Regions from separate parts of the Oryctolagus cuniculus genome. Here region 1 is linked to region 2. Evidence: chromatin contacts called from public Micro-C data. All regions are on one chromosome and are shown on one strand. The core of a region is the stretch at or near the end of the contact, and the rest is flanking DNA. Distances in the headings are between cores, read along the strand shown. Region 1 overlaps WNT5B (Wnt family member 5B). Region 2 holds the start of FBXL14 (F-box and leucine rich repeat protein 14).

Region 1 (5,553 bases), core at 187-2,686, 49 kb after region 2:
GGATTGGAAGTGGAGCAGCCAGGTCTCAAACCGGCACCCATATGGGATGCGGGTGCTTCAGGCCAGGGCGTTAACCTGCTGCACCACAGTGCCATTTCTGTTTTTAAAAAATGTATTTATTTTCATATACTTGAAAGGCATAGTGACAGAGAGAGAGAGAGTGAGTGAGCGAGAGAGAGAAAGCACCTACTTCCTGATTCTTTCTTCAAATGCCTGCAACAACCAGGGCTGGGCCAGGCCAAAGCCAGGAGCCAGGAACGCCTTCCAGGTCTCCCACATTTGTTGCAGGGGCCCAAGACCTTGAGCCATGTGCTGCCTTCCAGAATGCATTGGCAGGCAGCTGGATCAGAAGTGCGTAACCAGGACTTGAACCAGGCGCTGTGATGTGGGATGCAAGAGCCCCAAGTGTCAGCTTAACCCACTGCAACACAGTGACACAGCGCATGTCTGCACCCTTTTTAGAGCTGGTGCTACCTGGCCAGCTGTCCTTTCTTCCCAATGGGTTTAGGGTAGTTCTGGGTGAGTCCCCTCACTATCTTGGTGCATGGCTTCCAAAAGACTTTTACTGTAAAGCTACTGCAAAAGCCAGCAGCAGAGGGCAGCAGAGCAGCTTGGAGCGGCCCTGGCACTTTCCCCAGCCTCTGCCTAGGCAGGCCTGGAGGCGCCTTCCTGGTGCGGTTAGGCTGGCTTCTTGTCCGGGTGGGGGAGGGGTGGAGGAATGTAAGGTCTCTAGGGGCTGCTTTCTGAGTTTCAGCTCTGAACTGAGAAGCCTCCCCCCCGCCCCCCCCGGCCCAATTGCTTATACATTCGGAAGCTGCCCCTCTCTTGCTAAGGGGACACTAGCAGTAGCCTGAGTCCTGTCTGCAGGGCCCCAGAAAGGACGGCGTTGAGTTCTGCGTTCTGCACTCCTCCCGTCGGGTAGCAGCTCCTCCTGAGAAGAGAGTTACCTGGGAAAGGGTGGGGTGCTTCCCAGGCAGCTGGGATATTAGGGTTTCATGTCCACTGTCACAAAGGGGCCCAAACGCTGCTCCGTGAAGGCAGAGCACCCCACACTCGATGACTCAGGATGCCCCTCCCCAGCAGAGACAGAGACAGAGTGGCTCTAGGTTGCAGGCAGCCATACTTTGGTTTAATATTAGAAAGAACATTCTGGTGGTTAGAGTCATTAAACAAGGGACAGGGTGGTTGCTTTGAAAACCTAGCCACCTGTTCAAGGAACACCATGCGGAGGTGTAGCTCAGGCTGTTCCGGGTGCCCCATCTCGGGGTTGGGGCTGCAGTTCAGGAAGGCTGCTCAGAGATGAGTCCCTCCAGATGGAGCCCACAGCCTCCTCCCTCACAGTCTCCGGCCGTCTGACTGTCCTGGGTGTGCACTGTCACAGTCTGACTCCCTTCAACCGCGTCCCTGGGCTGTAGCTGAGGCTGTGGTTCAGGCCTGACTCAGATGTCAGTCCTGAGGGCTGAGTCACGCCTGCAACTTCCTGCCATTGTTTGGGGTTTTCTCGGGCTGTTCCTATTCTGTAACCGTCCAGAAGCCAGCCCCTGGTTTACTCATCCGGTGTGGTGTGGTGTGGTTGCCAAGGTCACTGCCATGTCTGGCAATCAGGAAGTAGGGCAGGGTGGGAGATCGCTCTGGACCTAAGCATTGATTGCTTCTTGGCAAACGCTGCCCTTGCACCTGCCAAGATAGCACTGTGGGATGTCTGCCCCGACCTCAGGGGAGGAAGAAATGGAGAACAGAAGAGCCTGCCTGGCTTCGTCTCCGAAATCGGGATTGAATCTGTGTCCTGCTAAGAACCGTTCCCTTCCCCCCTTATCTGAGTCCATATACCTTTTATTTTTACTTAGATCAGGTTTACTTAGACACAATTCACATACCATGTAATTCACCACCTTAAAGTATACAATTGACAGGCTTCTAGTGTAGTGCCTTCACAGGCTGTGCAGCCCTCACCACTGATTCCAGGACATTTTCTTGCCCCATAGAAAAACTGCCTACCCCTTAGTGGTCACTCTCTCTCCCGGCAGTGCCCAGTGCAGGACAGCCACTAAGGCTTCTGCCACCAGGAGCATTGCCTATTGCCTTTTCTGGACATTTCACGTAAATGGGGTCGTGACCTTTGGTGATTGGCATTTCTTATAATTTTTTGTTTGTTTTTAAATGTTCATTTATTTGAAAGGCAGTTAGAGAGAGAGACAGAGAGAGAGGGAGATCTTCCATCATCTGATGCACTCCTTAAATGGTCACAACAGCCTGGGCTGGACCAGCCTGAAGCCAGGAACCTGGAATTTCATCTGGGTCTCCCACGTGGGTGGCAGGGACCACGCACTCTGCTGCTTTCCCAGGTGTGTTAGCAGGGAGCTAGATCAGAAGTGGAGAAGCCACAACAGGAACCAGCACTCAGATATGGGATGTTGGCTTTGCAGGCAGCAGCTTAACCTGCTGCACCACAACACCCATCTCCTTCATAATGACTTACAGTTTCATGCATGTTGTAGCATGTATCAGTATGTTATTCCTTTTATGGCTGAATAATGTTCCACTGTATGGAGAATACATACAGTGTATTCTTGATACATACAGTGTATTGTTGATCCATTCTTCCGCCGATGGACGGTTGGGTTGTTTCTGCTTTGTGGCTGCCATGAGCATTCACGTGTGAGTTTTCTGTGGACATATGTTCTCATTTCTCTTGGGTGCAGTCTGAGGCGTGGGATTGCCGGGTCATGTGGCAGCTCTAAGTTTAACCTCTTGAGGAGCTGCCAGGTTTTCCTGAAGCAGCTGCACCCTGCAGCACTCCCCACAGCAGTACAGAAGCGTTGTAATTTTCCCATCGCCTTGCAAACTTGTTATTAGCTCTCTTTTGATTATAGCCATTCTAGAGGGTGTGAAGTGATATCTTCTTGTGATTTGCATTTCTCTGGTAGCTGAGTGTTATTTTTTTATAAGCATTTTTACTGAAATGGAAGATACTGCATCATCTGAGTTTGCGAGTGGTCACTACAGCATAAAAAAAAAAAGAACAGAGTCAGGGTTTTTCTCCTGGACAATCACCTGGATTTGGAGAGGGAGGGTGCTGAGAGTCTGTGCCATAGACACCGTGACCAGTGAGTCGGGAGGCAGGGGAGTCCTCTGGAAGAGAGAGGGAGGTGGTTTGGATTGCTCTGGAGTTTTAATTCTAGTTCACTTTCTTTTTTAATTTTTTTTTTATTTTTAAAAGATTTATTTATTTATCTGAAAGGCAGAGTTATAAAGAGGCAGAGGCAGAGAGAGAGGTCTTCCATCCGCTGGTTCACTCCCCAGATGGCCACAATGGCCGGAGCTGAGCTGATCCGAAGCCAGGAGCCAGGAGCTTCCTCCAGGTCTCCCACGCAGGTGCAGGGGCCCAAGGACTTGGGCCATCTTCTACTGCTTTCCCAGGCCATAGCAGAGAGCTGGATCGGAAGTAGAGTAGCCAGGACTTGAACTGGCTTCTATATGGGATGCGGGCACTGCAGACGGAGGCTTGACCAGGTACGCGACAGCTCCAGCCCCTCTTGTGCACTTTCTACCCCCAGCCCCTGCCACTCTAGCTAGATAAGGGCAGCGACGAAAGGTGGGGAGCATCATCTGTGCTGAGAAGTCACATCTGGGAGAGAAGACTTCGGTAGGACAGGCTACTGATCTCTTGCTTTCTTCTCAGTCTTAGACCCACAAGATCCATCCTTTTTTTTTAAGATTTATTTATTTATTTATTTGAAAGTCATAGTTACACAGAGAGAGAAGGAAACGCAGAAAGAGAGAGAGGTCTTCCATCCTCTGGTTCATTTCCCAGTTGGCCACAACGACCAGAACTGCACCGATCCGAAGCCAGGAGCCAGGATCTTCCTCTGGGTCTCCCATGCTGGTGCAGGGGCCCAAGGGCTTGGGCCATCTTCCACATCTTCCACTGCTTTCCCAGCCCATAGCAGAGAGTTGGATCGGAAGTGAAGCAACCGGGACTTGAACCAGCGCCCACATGGGATGCTGGCACTGCAGGCAGTGGCTTCAGCCACTTCAGCCACAGTGCCTGCCCCACATCAATTTTTTTTTTGAACCAGCGCTTGAACCCAGGCAATGTTAACCAGTAGGCTGAGGACCCACTCTGTTCCCTCAATTCCTGAATTCCCATTCTCCCTCCTGAGAATTTCTGGGTCATAGTTTCTACCCTGCGATGGACGTCAGGCTAGGCCAGCACCAGCAGGATGCCTTTTACCCAGAAAGGTTTCACCGCGGGGAGCCAAGGCCCAGAGGCAGAAATTCAGCCCTTTGAGAAAGAGTTTCTAACACATGGACCTCTGGGGCAAGGTGCTCCCCCAGAGGGTATCCCAGCCAAGGCAGGGTGGGGGCGGCCAGGCGGAGGCGGAGGCCGAGGAGAGTGACCGCCTCCCACCTCTCTCATCTCCTCTTGCAGGCAGCCGCGAGACGGCCTTCACCTACGCCGTGAGCGCCGCGGGGGTGGTGAACGCCATCAGCCGGGCCTGCCGCGAGGGCGAGCTGTCCACCTGTGGCTGCAGCCGGACAGCGCGGCCCAAGGACCTGCCCCGGGACTGGCTGTGGGGTGGCTGCGGGGACAACGTGGAATACGGCTACCGCTTTGCTAAGGAGTTTGTGGACGCCCGGGAGCGGGAGAAGAACTTCGCCAAGGGATCGGAGGAGCAGGGCCGCGTGCTCATGAACCTGCAGAACAACGAGGCAGGCAGAAGGGTAAGGCGGGCCCCTGGTGCCCCGGCCCACGCAGGGTCCTGGGCAGTCAGTCCGACGGCGGAGGTTCCCACGGGCAGCTGCCCACGTTACTGAGCAAATCCTGGCCCAGATGCCCCATGTCTTGGGAGGCACAGGGGATTGTCATTTTCTAACCTTGTTTGTTACCTCACAGGACATCTGTCCCTTCAAGGCCTGGGTGCAGCGTTTGAGTGAACATTCTAGACACACAGAGTTCTTGTCTGGAATGCCACTGCTTCTTAATCCGAACAGATAAGATGATTGGAAGTCGAAGGTGTAAGAGCTGGCTTTTGACTTGTTAAAGGCTTAGATAAAGCCAGCTCCGACTTCCAGGAGCTGTTGTCACATGTATCCGGGAGTCCAGGCAACAAACACATTCAAGTCCAAAGGAGGCATGTTTCCGCGTTAGCTGTTTTTAAACTTAAGTGGAAGTGTGAAAAGACAGCTGTCTTTTTAAGGCTCAAGCAAACTGTCACACGTATCCTGTGTGAAATGTGACTGCCTCCCTACGCCTCAGTTTCAGTAGTAACTAAAATAGAATTTTTTTTTTAATTAATTTGAGAGCCAGAGACACAGCTCCTGTCCACTGGTTCACTCCCCAAATGCCTGCCAGAGTTGGACCGAGCCAAGCCGAAGCCGGAACTTAATCCAGGTCCCCCATGTGGGTTTCAGGGACCCACCTATTTGAGCTATCCCTTGCTGCTTCCCAGCGTCTGCATGAGGAGGAAGCCTGGCGTCAGGAGCAGAGCCAGGAATTGAACCCAGGCACTCCGGTGTGGGAGGCAGGTGTCTTAACCAGCGTCCTAACTG
Region 2 (6,185 bases), core at 3,014-5,513:
GGCCCACGGCTCCCGCGGGGTGAGGAGACTCAGTGATGGTCTTCCTAAGGGCATTCTTCGCTAGAACTGTTGGTATTCCTTTATCTGCCCCAGATTCAGTCCGAGAACCCTCCACAGAGTCCATGGAGTGCCCGGCCTCCGCGCTGAAGTGCTTAAAATGCAAATGTGCCCCACTCCCGGCCGGCCCCCGCAGCCCCCGGAGAGCCGCGCCCGGCCGGGCCCGGAGCGGAATGTTAAGAAGCGGGCCGGAGCGGCCGGGGCCTTCCCACCGGGCCGCGCTCCCGCTGTGACATTCCGCATGCATGACACGCCCGACTGCGCCGCGGGCCGGCCCGGACAGCGCTCTTTCAACTTTGCGGAACAATGGCTCGGCCCCGGCCCCGGCGGCCCCCCGCGCCCACTCCGAGGCCAGGCAGACCCACCTTGCTCGCCCACGGCCGCAGCTCCTGACCCACTTCTACCCAAGGAAAAAACTGACTGCTCCGGCAAATCGCGACTCTTACAAATCTGGGTTTTTGTTTTTTTTTTTAAGTTTCATTTGGTTCAGTTTCCTTAAATTTCCATGTTGTTGACAGTTTAAAACCGAAAATTTTATAAATCTCGTCTAATCACATTTCTAGAAACAAAACATTCCAACGTCAGTAGTAACCTTATACAGAATCAATGTTTAACCATGAGCTTACTCATACCACATAGGATGCACCAAACTCTGCTTCAGGGTAGAGCATACAAACAGCACCTCCTACTTTGGCATGACCCAACACACAATGCCTTAAAAATAATTCACAGATACAAGGTTTTTTTTGTGGGTTTTTTGTGTGTTTTTTTTTTCAAAAACATACTTCATATTTCCTCTTTTATTATATAAATATCAGTTTAACCTTTTACTGTAAGAATATAAACGTTTTAAGAGGATCTTTGTTATTATTTATACAAATTCACAAACAGTACAATTAATTGATAAAGGTCTCTGGGTTTCTTTAACTCCATGGTCTTGCGTGTTGCTGTGGAGGGTTCTAAAAAAATAGACAAACAAAACCAACAAAAATATACATCCTACTCAAAAGCCATTTCTTTAAAGCCACAAGTCCCAACCCCCACCAAAATAAAGTCATCTAGTCCTCCATTTAGAAACAGAATTTTTTAAACCCATAAACTCCCATGTTATGAACAGAGCACAGACAAGACAGGAGTGCCCAGTCTCCTCCCCATCACATGAAGGGTGCAGGCTCCCAACAGGAAAGCCTCCCCTTGACCTCTTTGTGGGAAACATGGAAGAGTGAGGGGAGGGCAGAATTTGCATATATAATCATCATTTGCAAGACACAATCTGCATCTCAAACAAAAAAAGCAGTTCGACTCATTTCTCCCACACATTTGTGCTATAAATTAAGTCAAGATTTAAAAACACGGTTGGGTCCTCATATCCCAGTGGACAAGGAGGAAAGGGAAGATGATGGCCAGAATGTGGAAGTGGTACACCCTGGATGGATGGAGGTTGGGAAGAAGCCAAAACAAAAAGAGGTGTACAAACCCAGCGGGCATCTTTCCAGTCTAGGCACACGAATGTTTCAGTCTCAGAATCTCGCTCTTGTAGAATTCCAGGGCTTCAGAGAAAAAAGTAAACTAAAACGAGGTAGCCAGACGTGCGTGTGTGTGTATATATATATAATTTATATATATAATGGATAGAATGTATTGAGCAGAAAGAAAGGACCATGATTTCAAATTTCTTCCAAAAATTTTTAAAGAAAGGAACGTGAGCATGCAGGGAGCGTGAGTAGCAGAGCGCTGTGAAAGAGAAGCGATGAGAAGAGACTGGGGTTTGGGTACCGAGTGGGCGAAGGGTGAAAAGGCTGTTGTAGTTGGGTTTGCTCTTTATACATTTCAAAATAAAAACCAGATCACAGTTTTCCAACGAAAGCTTCAGTGAAGGCAAACATTGTCCCCAACTCCCCAGGGTCGAAAGGACTGGCCCTTCTCCCTACCCAGCCCCAGGCGCGGCGGGATACAGTAGTCAGTCCTGCGGCCCTGCGGCGGCAGGGTGGGTAAGCAGCCGAGTCCACCGCTCCCCCGCAGGGATGAGGAAGAGGGGAGGAGGGCCCAGGCGGTAGTCCTGGAAGCGAAAGGAACGGAACGGGCTGCAGGTGGGGAGGGCCCCACCTCATCCACTGCAAAGACCTGTGTATGCACGTGCCTGGGGTGGGGGGAGGCCAGGGGAGCCGGTGCTGCCGCCCTCACCTGACCTTCTCACTGTCCGTCATCTGCCAGAGTCCCAGGTTGAGTACCTTGAGGCAGGGAAGCTGCGTGATTCGCTCCAGGCCGCGCTTGGTGATTCGGGTGCAGCCGTACAGGTCTATGCCAGTGAGCTGGCTCAGGTGCTCAGCTATCAGCTCCAAGCCCTTGTCCGTGATGCGCACACACTGTCCAATGTTGAGCGTGCGCAGCCCGTGCATCTGCCGCACCATGCGGTTGATGCCATCGTCACTGATGTGGCAGGAGCAGAGGGAGAGGGACTTGAGGCCGTCCAGCCCCTGGGCTATGTAAGCCAGACTCTGGTCCCCTACCTTGTCACAGAACGACACATCCAGCCCTGAGAGGCGCAGGCTGCCCATGGCCAGATGCATGATGCCCGTGTCACTGATGTTGTCACAGGAGCGCAGGTTGAGGCTGCGCAGGCTGCCCATGTGCGACAGGTGCAGAAGGCCGGCGTCAGAGATGCCCCCGCAGAAGCTGAGGTTGAGGAGTCTCAGGCCCGTCAGTCCGCGAGAGATGTGCTTTAGAGAAAGATCCGTGAGCTTCTGGCAGTCCTGCAGCGTGAGCTGCTCCAGGCCCAGGCAGCCCTCGGCCGCGCTGCGCGTCATGCCGGCCAAGTGCCCGATGCCCACGTCCGAGAGGTGGCGGCAGCTGCGCAGGTTGAGGGTCTTGAGGCGCTGCAGCCCCCAGGCGATGAGCAGAAGGCCGGTGTTGGTGATGTTGCTGCAGCCCCCCAGCTCCAGCACCTCCAGGCCCTTGAGGTACTGGGCTATGCGGCCCAGGCTGCTGTCGGTGATCTGCTTGCAGAGACTCAGATTGAGGGCGCGCAGGGAGCCGATCTCCTGCACGAACGCGTGGCCCAGCCCGTTGTCAGTGAGGTTGTAGCAGCCGCTCAGGTTAAGGCTCTCGATGTTGGCCATGCCCTGGATCACGTAGCTGAGGCTGCGGCGGAGGCTCAGGATCTGCACGCGGCGGATGCCCCGGGCCTGCAGGCTGGGGAACAGCGACGGGTTGGCCCGGCGCAGGTGCAGCTTGGCCTCCACCCCCCGCCACACTGACTTGTGGTAGGCGGCGTCCCGCCAGGCCGTGCACACCTGCGCCGCGCGCCCCTTGTCCCGGACGTCCAGGTAGCCGAAGATCATGGCCAGCAGCTCGGGAAACAAGCACGAGATGTGGGTCTCCATCTTCCTCCTCCCCCCTCCGCGGCGCTGGGGGGAGGAGGCGCGGGCCCCGCCGCCGCTACTGCTGCTGCTCCTGCCCCGGGGAGCCGACGCGAGAGGTTCGCCCCGGCCGCCGCCGCCGCCGCCTCGGGCCCAACGGACGGCCCCTCCCCGCCTTCCGGCTCCGGCCGCCGCCGCCGCTCCTCCTCCTGGTCCGTCCGTCCTTCCTTCCTTCCTGCCGGCCTCGCCTCCCTGCCCTCCCCCCGCCCCGGGCTCTGCTCGGCGCTCACATCCCGGGCGGGGAAAGCGCCGCGCACTCACTCCCGAGCCCCGCCGCCGCCGCCACCACCACCGCCGCGAGTCTAACCACGCCGCGCTCGGGCCGCGCCGCTCGGCCGCCGCTCCCACGCCCCCTGCCGCATCCTCCGCCGCCGCCGCCGCGCCGCGCCGCTGCTGTGCGGGGCCGGCGGGCCGGCGAGGGGCCCCCGGGGCCGGGCGCACGGGCTCCGGGCGCCGAGGAGGCTTCCTGCTGCCTTTGTCTCTCGCCCGCTTTTCAAACCTCCCAGCTCCGGGCCGCCCGCACTCAGCCGCCCAGGCGGGGGGACCAGGAGGCCAATCCGGGCCACCGGGCGCACGTCCCTTCCCCCTCGCCCCCGCCCCCCGCCGTCCGCAGGCAGTTGGCAGCCGCCGGCTCCGGCACCGAGGACGCCGCGGCCGCCGCGGCCGGAGCGCGGCCCGGCGCAGACCCGGGGGCAAGCCGGCGGGCGGCGCGGTTGGTAGCGTCCGGGACAGGCCGCTCGCCAGACTGCGCCTTCGCGCGTCTCCTCCTCGCTGCGGCTCCCCCGCGCGCGCCGCGCAGTGGTACGAGCCTGCGCTGCCGGAACTGTCGGCGCCGTTGCCCTGGAAACCGAGTTCTCCCGGTCCCGCCGCCCCTGACTTTTAACCCTGTAGGCGCCGCTGGAAAGCCGCTGTCAGCAGAGCGCGTCCCCGCCCTCCTCCTCGTGGCCCGCAGCCCGAGGCTGAGGCGTCGCTTCGCCGGCCACGCCCCAGCCCTCTTCCTCTTTTTCTTCCTGCTGGCGGTCCAACGCCCCCTTCACTTATCTCTAGGATTCCTGACCCTTACTTCAGCCCTTCTCCTGTATCATCCTTGCGAGACTCGCCCCCATAGAATACTGGGTAATCATCACCCAAGTCTCCTTCCTTCTTTTTGCTGCCCCTGATGACCCTTAACACTGTTATCACTCCCCCAGCTCCCCACAGTGGGGCTTCGTTTTGCTCCAGTCTCGACCCTTAAATTGGGGGAGAAACTCTGTTTTACTCATCTTAGTTTAGCACTGGCCCCACTTCAGTTCCCATTCTAGAATTTTCTAGAATTATTCATGGCAACTTCCCCCTAGCATCTTATGGTTGTTTCCAGACAGTGCCAGGCAGGCTTCCGTCGGGCCTTTTGACATCAGAACTTGGACCACTTCCGTGCCTCGCTGCGGAACAGCTGGGCCCTCAGCCTGCTCTGATGGTAGAAGGCAGCAGCCCTCTCTAAGCCTTTCTTGGGCTTTTTCTTCTCATCGACTGCTGGATCACACATCCTGTGGCCCACGTGTATTCATGTCAGTACACTGGAGTGTAGAGGTGCAAATTTGCTCTCTTCAGCAGCAGCAGAATGACTCCTGGAATGGTTTAGATAGTTGTCTGTCAGTTTATAAACTCGGGGGGGGGGGGGAGACCAGGGCAATGCTCCGAGTGCGGCCCCTGCATCCCACGTGCACACTCAGAGAAGTTCAGAGTTTCATTTTCACTATCCCTAAGCCAAAAGGTTTTGAGTCAGAAAAGTAATGGCTGCATTTTGATTCATGAAGCCACACAACCAGATAAAAGACAACCAGATTTATCCATCAGGAAAGTAAAATGGGTTTGTGGATTCAGTTTTTAATAATTTTGATTTTATTTATTTGAAAGAGAAAGATCTACCATCTGCTGGCTCACACCCCCAAATGCCCACAACAGCCAGGGCAGTGCCAGGCAGGAGCCAGGAACCTAATCTTGGTCTCCCAGGTTGGTGGCAGGGGTGCATATTAGCAGGAAGCTGCAATCAAAAGTGGAGCTTGGTTTCAAACCCAGGGACTCTAATACGGGCTGCAGGTTTCCCAAGCAGCACTTAACCTCTATGACAAGCACCTGCCTGTCATTATTTGTGGACCTGAACAAGATTTTGAAATGATTGCTGGGGCTGGTGCTGTTGGCGTAGCAGGTAAAGCTGCCGCTTGCAGTGCCAGCATCCCATATGGGTGCCAGTTCGAGTCCCGGCTGTGCCACTTCTGATCCAGCTCTCTGCTGTGGCCTGGGAAAGCAGTAGAGGATGGTCCAAGTCCATAGGCCCCTGTACCTGAATGGGAGACCCAGAAGAAGCTCCTGGCTTCAGATCAGTGCAGCTCTGGCCATTACGGCCAATTGGAGTGTGAACCAGCAGGTGGAAGACCTCTCTCTCACTCTCTCTCTCTCTCTCTCTTTCTCCCTCTCCTCTCTCTGCCTTTCCTTCTGTCTGTGTGTAACTCTGACTTTAAAATAAATAAGTAAATCTTAAAAAAAAAAAAAAGAAAGAAATGGTTGCTTAGTATATAAGATTGATAGCTTTTGGCCACTTCTCTTTGTCCAAGTGGCCAATACAGACCAAGTACATACAAAATCATGTCTAAGCAAAATATACCTTCCTAAATCAGGAAATGCAGAAGCCAAGATTATTCCTTTTTTTCTTTTTTTTAGATTTATTTA

Evidence for each region. A called contact is a pair of places that touch in the nucleus more often than the background predicts.
Region 1: a Micro-C map of ear pinna shows a contact between it and region 2, with 4 times the contacts expected there. The contact joins the enhancer-like site here to the promoter of FBXL14 in region 2. A contact is called at or near these places in 2 of 6 Hi-C or Micro-C datasets (ear pinna and skin fibroblasts).

The regions. Positions count from the first base shown.
Region 1 is chr9:99,477,010-99,482,562 of mOryCun1.1, forward strand. WNT5B (Wnt family member 5B) reads left to right here. Exons shown (of 5, transcript XM_008259814.4): 4 at 4,433-4,725. Among named protein-coding and RNA genes, the nearest start is that of ADIPOR2, 27 kb to the right of the region's middle. Within about 2 kb of position 1,437, at least 4 of the 8 cell types and tissues checked have an H3K27ac peak or open chromatin away from gene starts, as enhancers often do. A contact at or near this core is called in ear pinna, where this site is marked.
Region 2 is chr9:99,425,058-99,431,242 of mOryCun1.1, forward strand. FBXL14 (F-box and leucine rich repeat protein 14) reads right to left here and starts at 4,264. Exons shown (of 1, transcript XM_008259812.4): 1 at 498-4,264. The coding sequence starts at 3,440. The coding sequence ends at 2,238. The region is part of intron 1 of WNT5B (Wnt family member 5B); the gene reads left to right.